4 separate regions of the Mus musculus genome follow, and all the other regions are linked to region 3. Evidence: chromatin contacts called from public promoter capture Hi-C and targeted proximity ligation data. All regions are on one chromosome and are shown on one strand. The core of a region is the stretch at or near the end of the contact, and the rest is flanking DNA. Distances in the headings are between cores, read along the strand shown.

The links. Capture Hi-C pulls out chosen DNA fragments and counts their contacts.
Region 1: a contact with region 3 is called in a promoter capture Hi-C map of pancreatic islet. A contact is called at or near these places in 2 of 39 promoter capture datasets (both in liver), 2 of 130 datasets of targeted methods (microglia and pancreatic cancer cells) and 1 of 9 other capture datasets (pancreatic islet).
Region 2: a contact with region 3 is called in a targeted proximity ligation map of embryonic stem cells, with 2.4 times the contacts expected there. A contact is called at or near these places in 2 of 39 promoter capture datasets (both in liver), 2 of 130 datasets of targeted methods (embryonic stem cells and pancreatic cancer cells) and 1 of 9 other capture datasets (adipose tissue).
Region 4: a contact with region 3 is called in a targeted proximity ligation map of pancreatic cancer cells. A contact is called at or near these places in 3 of 39 promoter capture datasets (cranial neural crest, hippocampal neurons and liver) and 2 of 130 datasets of targeted methods (embryonic stem cells and pancreatic cancer cells).

What each region holds. Positions count from the first base shown.
Region 1 is chr19:10,016,836-10,019,553 of GRCm38.p6, reverse strand. Rab3il1 (RAB3A interacting protein (rabin3)-like 1) reads right to left here and starts at 1,360. Exons shown (of 10, transcript NM_144538.3): 1 at 1,195-1,360. The coding sequence starts at 1,205.
Region 2 is chr19:10,277,486-10,280,185 of GRCm38.p6, reverse strand. All of the region lies in intron 1 of Dagla (diacylglycerol lipase, alpha), which reads left to right. Among named protein-coding and RNA genes, the nearest start is that of Gm30042, 11 kb to the left of the region's middle.
Region 3 is chr19:10,880,491-10,883,301 of GRCm38.p6, reverse strand. Tmem109 (transmembrane protein 109) reads left to right here and starts at 1,559. Exons shown (of 4, transcript NM_134142.1): 1 at 1,559-1,650.
Region 4 is chr19:10,100,200-10,102,916 of GRCm38.p6, reverse strand. It overlaps Fads2 (fatty acid desaturase 2), which reads left to right and starts at 1,414. Exons shown (of 12, transcript NM_019699.2): 1 at 1,414-1,694. The coding sequence starts at 1,488.

The DNA.
Region 1 (2,718 bases), core at 111-2,610, 860 kb after region 3:
TCCTCTGACCCTCCTCCTCCCCCAAAGTGCTCAAGCTGGCTCCAACCCAGAGAAGGGGGTGTTGTTACCCTGAGGGCCATACAGCAATTGTCTCGGTCCACCCAGCAGAAAGGCTCACAGCTTCCTTCAGACCAGGCTGCTCCTCAAACACACAGCCCCAGGCACATGCATTCCTCCAAGCACAATTGCCTCCACCAGAGGCAGGCACCAGGAACCCACCCAAAACACTTCCCAAGCCTAGCTAGCCTCCTTCCCTGGAGCAACTCTCCAAGAAACACAGGCTGACTTCTGCTCCCTCTAAAAGATCAAGCCAGCCCACACCCCACAGGAGCTCAGTTCTAGTGCCCTGGCCGTGTCGAAGCTGCATGGTTCCCCTAGCATTTCGACTCCAATCAGCTGGGGTCCGTGAGAGTAAATAGATCTCACCTGTTCCCCTCCCCAGGGCTCTCCTCCTTCCGCCTATCCTCTGCCTATCCTGAAACAGTCCTTAGCAGGAACAACCGCAAGACCTAGTCTTTGCAGTCCTGGAAGGAGGAGGCGTTTGTCTATTTAGACAAGAAAGAACATCAACCTATGTGAACAGGGAGCAAGGTCTCCTCCTATTAGACTGGCCAAGAACAGGAGTCAGCTTCAAGAACCGATGGCCCTAACAGATGGAAGTGAGGATGAGGGGTGGGAAAGGGGTTCACCCAGGACTCAGGGTCTGTGCCTATCTCCCTCCAGACTGTGGGAAGGTACCACCCACCTCACATCTTGAATCAGAAGGTTCTAGTCAACTAGCTAGGGATGGACCTTGGAGAGACACAGCTAGCTTTCTCAACTGCACTGCTTCTCCAGAGTTCATGGGTGTGCTCTCCTTTAAATACGTGCCCCAGATTTACTTTTGAGGTATGCATACTACTATGCACCACCCCCACTACCACTTCTCTCATGCACTCCACTGGAGCTAGGAGTTGGAGGGGGTCACCCTTCTCACCCTGGGGCAACTCAGATCGGTCCTGCCAAGGTCCTTTCAGCTCTCGGGCTGCAGTGTGTCCTCATGCTACAATGCACCTCGCTGCTGCAGGCAGGGCTGAGAGTACAGATTATCTCCCAAGTGGGGTGCAAACAACAGCAGTGAGCCCCTGTTCACCCATCCCAGGAGGCCAGCACGGCCCAGACGGAGCGCAGAGCCACCGGCGTGCAGGGACCTACCCGCTCCACATCCCAGCGTCTCCGCCGTAGCCGCGTCCTCGCGCGCCGCCAACTCTGCCGGGGGCCCCAGAGCTGCCCTGCCGCCTGTCAATCGCTCCACCGCCAGTCTGTCCCGCTGGCCGCCCTGGGTTTGCGGCTCCGCCCCACCGGAGCCCTTCCCCTGCCCTGGGCGGGTCACGTGTCTGAGAGGCGGGCCCCAGGCCACGTGCCCGGTCCCGCCCCTTTGCCGGCCCAGCCCTGTCCCTCTTGCTGCCTGGGGACAATGACCCGCCAGAGTGAACGGGACTGGTTCCATCATCTTGCATCCAGAGCTGGCCTCCGCCTTTCCCTATCACTTTCTGCCTTGCACTTTTGGTCCACCCTTGTTTGAGAACCTACAATGGCTCTCGGGGGTGGTCTCAGCTCTGTTTCTCGCTCAGATTGTCACTCAAAGTGGACAAACAGCTCCTGTACCCTCATTCAGACTTCTAGCCCTGTTACCGGTCTCTGGAGCTCTTAGATGGCATCAATCCCTGATTGACACTGGGCTTCTGGGAAGGGGGCGGGGCAGACCCTGAACAAGTTATCATTCGTTGAGCAGTTTAAGCTAAGAGAGCGCTACCTTGGCCCAATCTTACCAGCTCTACTTCCAGGTCCCTCCTCTTGCATCTCTGAATACTCTGTTCGTCCCTGCCTTTCAAGCCATCCTAAGCACAGGAGACGTCTCTGCCAACTTCGCTAGCACCTGTCTGTCCCAGGTACTTAAAAAAAGATTTGTAAAAAGCTTAGTCACCTGTCCCTCAGTTCCTATGCCCTCCTTTTATCCTGGCTCTAACCACTGACCTGAATGAAGTTCAGCCTCAGATCAGGATCCAATAAGTAGAGCCCATAGTCAACCTCTCCTTGAGTACTGCTAGACCAGCTCCCACAGGCAGCGTCTACAGTGCTCCCTGGGCTTGTAAGAACACATTTCACTCATCCATCTACACAACAGCCGCCCCTTCTGAACTGCTAAGGACCACGTGAAACGAAGAAATTCTCCAGGCTGGAACCCCAGCCTCCCTCTCTCCTTTCCCTTAGCCCCCTCTTCTCTGAGGGTGTTGGTCATGTACCACCTAGATTGGTCTCCAGCTTCTGGGCTGAACTAATACTTTCTCCTCAGCTCCCTCAGTGACTACGACCACACGCTTGGCTTATGGAATTCCAGTATGGTAAATGGTAGGAGAATGGGAGACCTGCTTTAAAGGACCTCTACTGCCAGAACCTTGACTTGCCTAGGACCCATCTTCACCAACTAATAGTGGCTCTTTTCAAAACAGAAAAGCCAGGGTGTGGTGGCACACACCTTTAATCCCAGCATTCTGGAGGCAAAGACAGGCAAGATCTCTGAGTTCAAGGCCAGCCTGCTCTACAATGTGAGTTCCAGGACAGCTAGGACTGTTACACAGAAAAACTCTGTCTCAAAAAGCCAAAAAAACAAACCAAAATAAAACCCTGCAACAACAAAAGAACCCCCCCCCCCAAACAACACAACACAACACAACA
Region 2 (2,700 bases), core at 101-2,600, 600 kb after region 3:
ACTTTGTGGAGTTGGTTCTGCCCGTGGGTTCCATCAGACTCTTGTTTGTGTGGCAAGCGCCTTTGCCTGCTGAGCCATCTCATTGGCTAGCCCATGCTAAGTTTTTGAAGAAGACAGTGAGCGGTTCCTAAAGCAGTGTATGTAGTTTACACTGCCAAGCATCAAGCATCCTGCCGTGTCAGAGTCTGCTCTCAACACTCCACAACATTGAAATGGCTTTGTCCCACTGTCCCTCAGCCCACGAGGGAAGCGCTGTCATCAGTGTCAGCCGGTTACTGATGGGGAAATGGTCACTGACTCATCTGACTTGTCATAGGAAGTGGCTAGCCCCTCCCGGACTGCACTCCGAAGTCTTCGCCCAGTGGATGGCTGAGAAATAGAGTCCCTGGGCCAGGGCCAGGTCCAGCCTGTGCTCCACCCAGCAGTAGGGGCCCTCCAGGCACTGCCCCTTCTCGGAGGCCTCTGTAACTTGTGATGAGTCCAGCTTTGTCCTACTGTGGGAGGGATAAGAGGGAGTGTGAAAATAGAAGTTGTGGCCTGAGGTCAAGAGTTTTCTCCTATAGGCCCTTCTGCTCTCCTAGCTCAGGCAATGGAGGAGATATGGAATGGCCTCCCAAGCCTGGAAGGACACCTGAGCAGCATCCCAAGGCTCTCTCCCTAAATGCCAGAGTTGACCAGAGGGCTCCTCTATCTCATGGCTCTCAGACATTTTTGAGCACTTAGTTCAAAGCCTAGGGATATATACAGCAACTAAACCCTGCTCTAAATGACATGGAGGGCCAGGCTCCAGAGACCTGCCTGCCGTGATCACCTCCCTTCATCTGGGGTCCCCTCAGATAGCACAGAAAGAAGGAGAGCCAAGCAAAGGAGAGACTGGGCCATAAAGCTATTGGTGGTCCCATGTTACACAGTTGGGGGGTGGAGGGTGGGTGCTGGCCCTTTGAGTCACCAGAGCTCTGTAGAGCAGCTCCCTGGGGAAGGAGCTCTGCTTGCCATCATTTGATCCCTGCTGGCTTTGAAGATGACTTGGGAGTGGCTGAAACCCAAGAGCCAGAGCTTCTGGCCTGTGCCCTAGATGGCTGTACTGCCCAGGTGGTGGCTCTCCAAGGCACACACAGCTCTGAAGGCTTTCTCTAACCTTCGAGCAGCATGCACTCAAGCAGACCAGATCCGAGGGCTGGTCTACTGCCTGAGGAGGTGGGGCTGAACGTGGCTCAGGGTAGGCTGGGCCCAAGGGGTGGGGGGTTCCCAGAGGGGAGGTGTCATACTTGGCGTGCCCACTTAACACCTCATTAACGACCTCATTAGGGATCCCCTAAGGAAGTGGAAGGTGCTAATTCTTCTCTGAGGTGTCACCAGCACCAGAGACTGACAGTCTCCTCTGGAGGAAGTTCTGAGGAGCTGAGAATGGGGTAGAGCTGAGATCTGGTGAACTTCCCTGCAGGGGGCCATCTGGGAAGCCAAGAACTCCCAGCATGCAGCCCCAGCAAAAGGAAGGCTTCGGGGAAGAGCAGTGTGGTGGAGGAAATCTTGGACTGGGTGGGGCGCAAGAGGAGGCCTCTGTCCTCAGGGCGTGCTGAGTTTGGGTGGGGAAGAGCTCTGCAGTATGACAACCTGAAACTCAGTTGCACAGGCAGATAGGTACACAGCTTTCTCATAGGAATGTGGATTTGGCGTGGTCTACAACCTTGTGGCCTTGGGCAGGAGCTCAGTAGTCCCAGCTGTCCCCTCTAGAGAGATGACATTCCTGCCTCACTGACTTGTGGGTCCAAGGAGTCCAAGGAAACAACTCTGGTAGTTTCCTCAGAGATACCACCAGCCCTACCTGAGAAGAGGTCACTCAAGGATTGGGGCCAGTGCAGGTCTGCCTGCCACTGGGAATGGATGGCCAGGGACTTTCTGTTGCAGGGCAGCAGACTTGGTGCAGAGGTAAAGGTTCTGCACTCACTGCAGGAAACTGAAGAATGAACCAGAATGGGAACAAACCTTGAGCCACTGGCTCTGCAAGTGCTCACCTGCTCCTCCCAGCCCCTCCTCCTCCAAGAAGGGAGTGGCTTCACTATCTCATTTGCATATAAGGAAACTGAGGCTCAGAAAAGCAATGATCCAGAACTGGAGGGAAGGCGGAGGTTGCTTCTTGGGGCAGCCTCCAGCTCTGTGTACTTGAAAGAGGGAGTGGTCAGGAGATCCAGTGGGGTGAGCTGTACTGCAAGGGGTGGGAGGAGACTGGCTGCATGCCTAATGCCACCTGCCTGCTCCAGCCCAGCAGCTCCCAGGGGAAGAGTGCCACCTGAGGCCAGCACGGCCTGCCTGAGCTCCCTCCAGGCCACCTCTGCCCAAAGAACTGAAACACGTACGAGAGGCCTATGGGAAGAAAAAGATCTCTAAGAAAGAATTCAGAAGTAAAGCCCGGCCTGGCCAGAGCTAGAGGGACCTTTCACCTTCAGGAACTCCCCCTGCCCAGGACAGAACGTGGAGAGTCCGGTCCAGGCTGCTAAAGAGAGGGTCCTGCCGCTCTCTCTGGCCCTACCTCCCCCATTCCTCAGCAGCCAGCAGCCCTCTCAGAACAGCCAGCAGGAAGCGAAAGGCCCCAATTGATTCCTGGGGAGTTGGCTGGTGTCAGTGGCAGGGCCTGGTGGCAGATGGCAAATTCTTTTCATTGAAGAGGAGTTGGAAAATAATTAGCGTGAGAACGAGAAG
Region 3 (2,811 bases), core at 310-2,809:
TTTATTAAAGATAAGTTGATACATATTTTTAGGAACATGATTTAACAGAGGGGGTGGGGGAGAGAGACAGAGACCAGGAAAAGAGTAAGACATAACCAAGTGTTTATATAGGATTCTGAAGAGGGAGTCACAAATAAGTGTCACACCATTAGCCCATATAAAACATCCTGGCAGCTCTCAAGTTATGCCTTAAAAGGGTTGTTAAGAATTGGTTTTTTTATCCTTTTCTCTCTTTCTGATTAGTGATATTATAGGATGGCTCCAGAAGTGACTGGGTTAGGAATATAATCTAGTAAAATATAACTATGAGCCACTAGGATTGCACCCTTTAGGGGAGGGCTAGGACAGGTCTTTCTTACTGTAAATGTAAGTTTCTAGTGAAGTTCTTAGAAACTTGTAGGTTTACAGCTGGGAAGAGAGAAACACCTAAAGTAGTTTTTGATTCTCAGTTGATGGGAGGTTTTAACAAGACTCCTAAGGGAAGTCCTCCTTTCCCTTCCAATGTTCCCATACATTTCTAATATGTGTGCCTATGTTAATTTCCCAAAAGGCACTTGCAAACTAAAACTAAGTCTAGAAAGAAACCAAAAACACCACTCCCACCCCCACCACCCCTGAGATCTTTTCCACTAAGGCACGCCTGACAACCCGGATTCAATCTCCGGGATCCACACAGCAGGAGAGAACTGACTTCCATAGGAGTATTGTATTGTGCCTGCACACCCGAACGCATGCATAGAATACATAACTACACGTAATTTTAAAATTTATGGGTTGGTGAGATGGTTCAGCGGTGAAGAGCACTAACTGCTCCTCCAGAGGTCCTGAGTTCAATTCCTAGCAACCACATGGTGGTTCACAACCCCCTGTAATGGAATCTGATGCCCTCTTCTGGTGTGTCTGAAGACAGCTACAGTGTATTCATATAAATAAACCTTTAAACAATTTTTACATCTCTGCCTACCTCATCCACAAAGCTACCTCAGTGTTCTAAGGTTTAAAACAAACAAACAAACAAAATAACCCCAGGGCACCTGGGTTGCTTTCCTTTCCCTAACAATTGTAAGCAAAGCTTTGGTGGTCACCCACACATTTTGGGTGAGGTTTTGCTCTCTTCCAGAGCATATGAGTTTCTCCAAGGCCGTACACCGTTCATGTGCCCACTAACACCTTGTGCCTTTCCCCCCTGATGTGCCATTTTTAGCGTGAAAGGTTTCTCAGCCCTCCAAGTGCTCGCCAGCGCCCCGCCTTAGGAACTGCACTTCCCGGGAGGAAACTGCCGCCCTAAATGCGTTGTAGACTCGGATCTGCACCGAATCCCGCATCGAGCACCAACTCTACCCACGCCACAGCCTCGACAGTTCTTTCTTTCCCCTTTCCTGCCAAAGGCTTCGCTTCCGTTCCAACTCCAATTTCCGGCGCCATTCTTCTCTTGGAAATATTTGGGAGGGAAAAAACACGTACAAACCATAATGGAGCGAGCAGAGCGCATGCGTCCACGATGCCTGCCAGAAAGACCTGCCAGTCTCCTCCGTCGACCGCCCCGCGCATGCGCAGACTATAAACCAACACCCCGGGAGTTGAGGCGCCGGTTTGGTGGCGCGTTTTCTAGCGAAGTCCCACGTGAAGGATAGCGGTGACCGGAGCAGGGTGAGTGAGGGCCGAGACCAGGGCTGTAGATGCAGCTTAAAGGACAGATTTGCAGGAGGTAACAGGGCGGAGCCGCAAGGCCTTGCGAGCCCTAGTGGGGAGGGGTCGAACGTGGAACGTGGGGCTTAACAAGTATGGGACCCAGATCCTCGTTGCTATGCAACCAGGGGCGTTGTTACTAGGTAACCCTGGAGGAGAGTGTTTCCCGGGATGAGTGGGTTCGAGCGCTGAGGTCTAGCCCTCCGGAGGGAGCAGCTGCCAGATTTGGGGGATGAGGCCAGTGCCGAACTGCACACCTCCCCCAGCCCCATGGTCCAGCCTCCTGCCGCCTCAGTTGGAGCCCCCCTCAGGGTATCCTGACCTCATGGGCCTCGCGACGCCACTATGGAGTGCTTGGCAGGGGATGTGCTGTTCGAAATAGCACATGCCACTGACCCTATTGCCTGGAGTCTGGGCCTTGGGAAGGGAGCGGCAAGGCTGCACACCCCCCCCCCCCCCCTTTGCAAACACCCTGCCCCACAAACAGTTGCTGGGTAGCAGCTGTCAGGGGTTTAGCGAGGGCTGCCTCCGACCTGCCAGAACGCTGACTTCATTCTCCTTAGTGGTGACTTCGCCACGTTTAGGACCTTCTATCTCAGCTGTGCTTCTCATGTGGCTGTCGTATATTTGGACTGACTATTCAAATAACCTCCTCCCCTTCCCTCCCCCCCCCCCCCCCGCCACCTCTCCATGTCTTTATGTCCTACACTTGTGGCTTCTTGGCAGGGCTTCTGATACTCATTTAGCAAGCACTTAGTCATTCTATGCTAGGTGCTGGGGATTCCAAGAAAAGTTAATGTCAAGTTAGTCTGAGAGTCACTGGGAGGCTGTGGGACAAACTTTGAACACAGTGCTTGCACAAATTATCTAACTTCTTGAAGTAACTCTTAACCCAGTTTCAACAGAACTTACATTTGAGGAGATTGAATTTCAGATAGGTTAAGTAACAGGTGTAAAGGTAGTGGCGGCTAACTTGTGATAGATCTGAACCTGTGTCCTTTGTACAGAGAGCTCTTAGGAGGCTTTGCTTAAAGTAGACTTTTCTCTGCGTTGCTGATCTTTGCAACCACTGTTTGATTATGCCTCAGGAATCCTGGGGAGCTTTAAAAACAAAACAAAAAG
Region 4 (2,717 bases), core at 165-2,664, 780 kb after region 3:
ATGGATGCCAGGACAGAATGAGAGGAGTATACGATGGGAGGGACTATGGGAATGTATTACCCCCTGCACCAGGTACTTCCTTTGGACCAGTGTCATGTGGAGCTAGGGAGCCCAAAGTCTTGAAAGGGTCATGGAAGAGGCCAAACAGGGCCACTAGCTAAGCATGTATGTCTTGACCATTTTATCTCTCTTACCCTCAGACTCTTCATTTTGAAGTTAGCTATAACAATATCATAGGATTGTGGTGAGACTTTAGCGAATAGGGCCTTTCTTCCTACTATACTCCCTTGGTATCAGTGTCTCTCTTGCCTGCAAGTGGTGTACTACTGTCAAATCAATCGCGGGCTTTTATTGCTTTCATGTTTCCCAACCAGGCTTGTGAACTCTTTCTCAGTCGAAGACAAGAAAGGTGTCCAGTTTATCCTGGCACCCTCCCCAGAAGCCACTCCCGCGGCACTTAGCACGAGGAAGAAAGCAGAGATTCCACCGTTCTTTTCCAAGATGACCAAGTTGAAAGGATTCAGAGCCCTGGTTAAACAGAGACCCACTCCTGGCTCCTTTCTCTAGGAAGGTTTCAGGAAAGCAATAAACAATATGGATCTCTTAGACAATGTGAGATACAGGAGACTTGAGTCCCATCTAGCCAGGCAGAAATATCACCTAGTCATGACAGCCCAGGAGGGGGCCTTGTTTAGCCGGAGGCCGAGCGTTGTTCACCATAACCGCTGCGCCTCCTTTGTGCGAGCATCAGGTGCAAATCCCCGGCCGAGCGCGTTGGCGCTCTGAAGCGCGCAAAGAAAAGCCCAGCTGCCGCCCCCGCCCCCCCCCCCGCCCCCCGCTCTCCCCTCCCAGCTTCTCAGAGATCTACTCCCGCTTCCCCGGCTCCAGGCAGCGAAGGGAGGAGGAGGAGGTCAGACACGTCGCCGACCGCCCAGCAGGGCTTAACTCCATGCGGGCGGGCGCGAGGGAGGGGGAAGCCGCGGACCCGCCGCTCCAGCCCGCTGGCCTTCGAAAGATCCTCCTGGGCCAATGGCAGGCGGGGCGACGAGCCCTGATTGGTGCAGGCGCTCTGCTGATCACTGTGGAAACCCGGGTGGCGGGGAACTCGGGAGGATGCGGAGCCGGGAACGGGGGGAGCCAGAGGGGTGGGGGGAGGAGGCAGCGAGGCCCTGAGCTATCCTGGAGTTTTCACCGGAGGCAAAAGTCCACAGCAGGCGGGCCTAGGGTGGGCGGAGGAAGGGGACCGCTTGGGGGCACTGGGAAGCCAGGGGTACTCCTGAGGGAAGGCAGGGGTACTGGCTAGCTAGTGAAGGCGAGGAGGAGCGAAAGCGAGGGGAGGAGGCACGGTGGGAGGAGGAGTAGAAGACAAAAGCCGAAAGCGAGGAGGGCGCCGACCGCACACTGCGGCCAGGAGAGGGACCGTCGGTGTTGCGAGCCGCGGGCGCCCGGAGGCCGTAGCGCACGGGGCATCCGGGTAGACTGGCAGCATGGGGAAGGGAGGTAACCAGGGAGAGGGGAGCACCGAGCGCCAGGCTCCGATGCCCACCTTCCGTTGGGAGGAGATTCAGAAGCACAACCTGCGCACCGACCGGTGGCTCGTCATCGACCGCAAGGTCTACAACGTTACCAAATGGTCCCAGCGGCACCCGGGGGGCCACCGTGTCATCGGACACTATTCGGGAGAAGATGCTACGGTAAGAGTCTGGGGGTGCCAGCCACTCTTGTCTGCTGCAGGCTGGTGTCAGGAGCCCGGGGTCCCTGGGCGCCAAACAGATCCCCGGTTCTTAAAGGAGCGCAGGACGTTCAGCAGGGAAAGAAAGTGTACCAACTGCCCTCACCTCCCTCCTGGAATCGTTCTCCTCTGGGTCAACTGGGCAGACTTTGGCCGAGCCTTTTGGACGCCAGGCCTTAGCACCTCTGTGGAAGTCCCATCAGTGGTAAACTGTGCCCGGTGCATGTTCACAGCGCATACTGCGCGCTGTTCCAGCCGGAGCCTGGGACTCTCCAAAGGGGGCGCTCCAGCCTTCGTGTTCGGCGCTCCCCAAGTGGAAGATGGCCACCCTTGGGCGCCGGGGAGAGGAGCCTGAGAGCGGGCAGCCATATGTGGGACTCTCCTGCCAGACCAGGGGGCGGAGAAGGAAAGCTGGTTCCTGGCCAGGACTCGCTCCTGCTTGGACTCCTGTCTAAGAAGGTCCACAATGGCTGCCCGACAGAGACTTCCTAGTAGTTCAGATTCCCACGCTCCCGAGGATTATCCCGACTCACTCCAAGTGCCAGCCTTCTGGGAAATCCTGGTGGGGAATTGGTGGAAGGCGAACGGGCTGGATTTTGCAAAATTCAGGTCCGCAGGGGATCTAGAAGGTGAATCTAAGACTGGCTTGGCAACAGGTCCATCTGCCTCTGGGGTTACTATCGGACATTCAACTCAATGGCCCTCTGTTTTTAGATCCTGCCAGGATCACCCTTCCCCTCTTGCACTCATGGAGGTTGTTGAAGTCTCTGAGACCTCTGTGGAACGGAGGCTATCCTATATTGCACAGTACCCCATACCGTGCCTGGCCCCACCCCCAACCATAAAGTGATTGTGTAGTCAGGTGGGTAAGAGGAGAAACAAAGTCAAAGAGGAAAGCCAGACCTTTCTTGGCACCTTTCTTGGTGGGCTGAAAGCAGAGGAAAAGATGTAGCTGGAGAGAGCTTGGGAAAGACGAGTGGGAGGA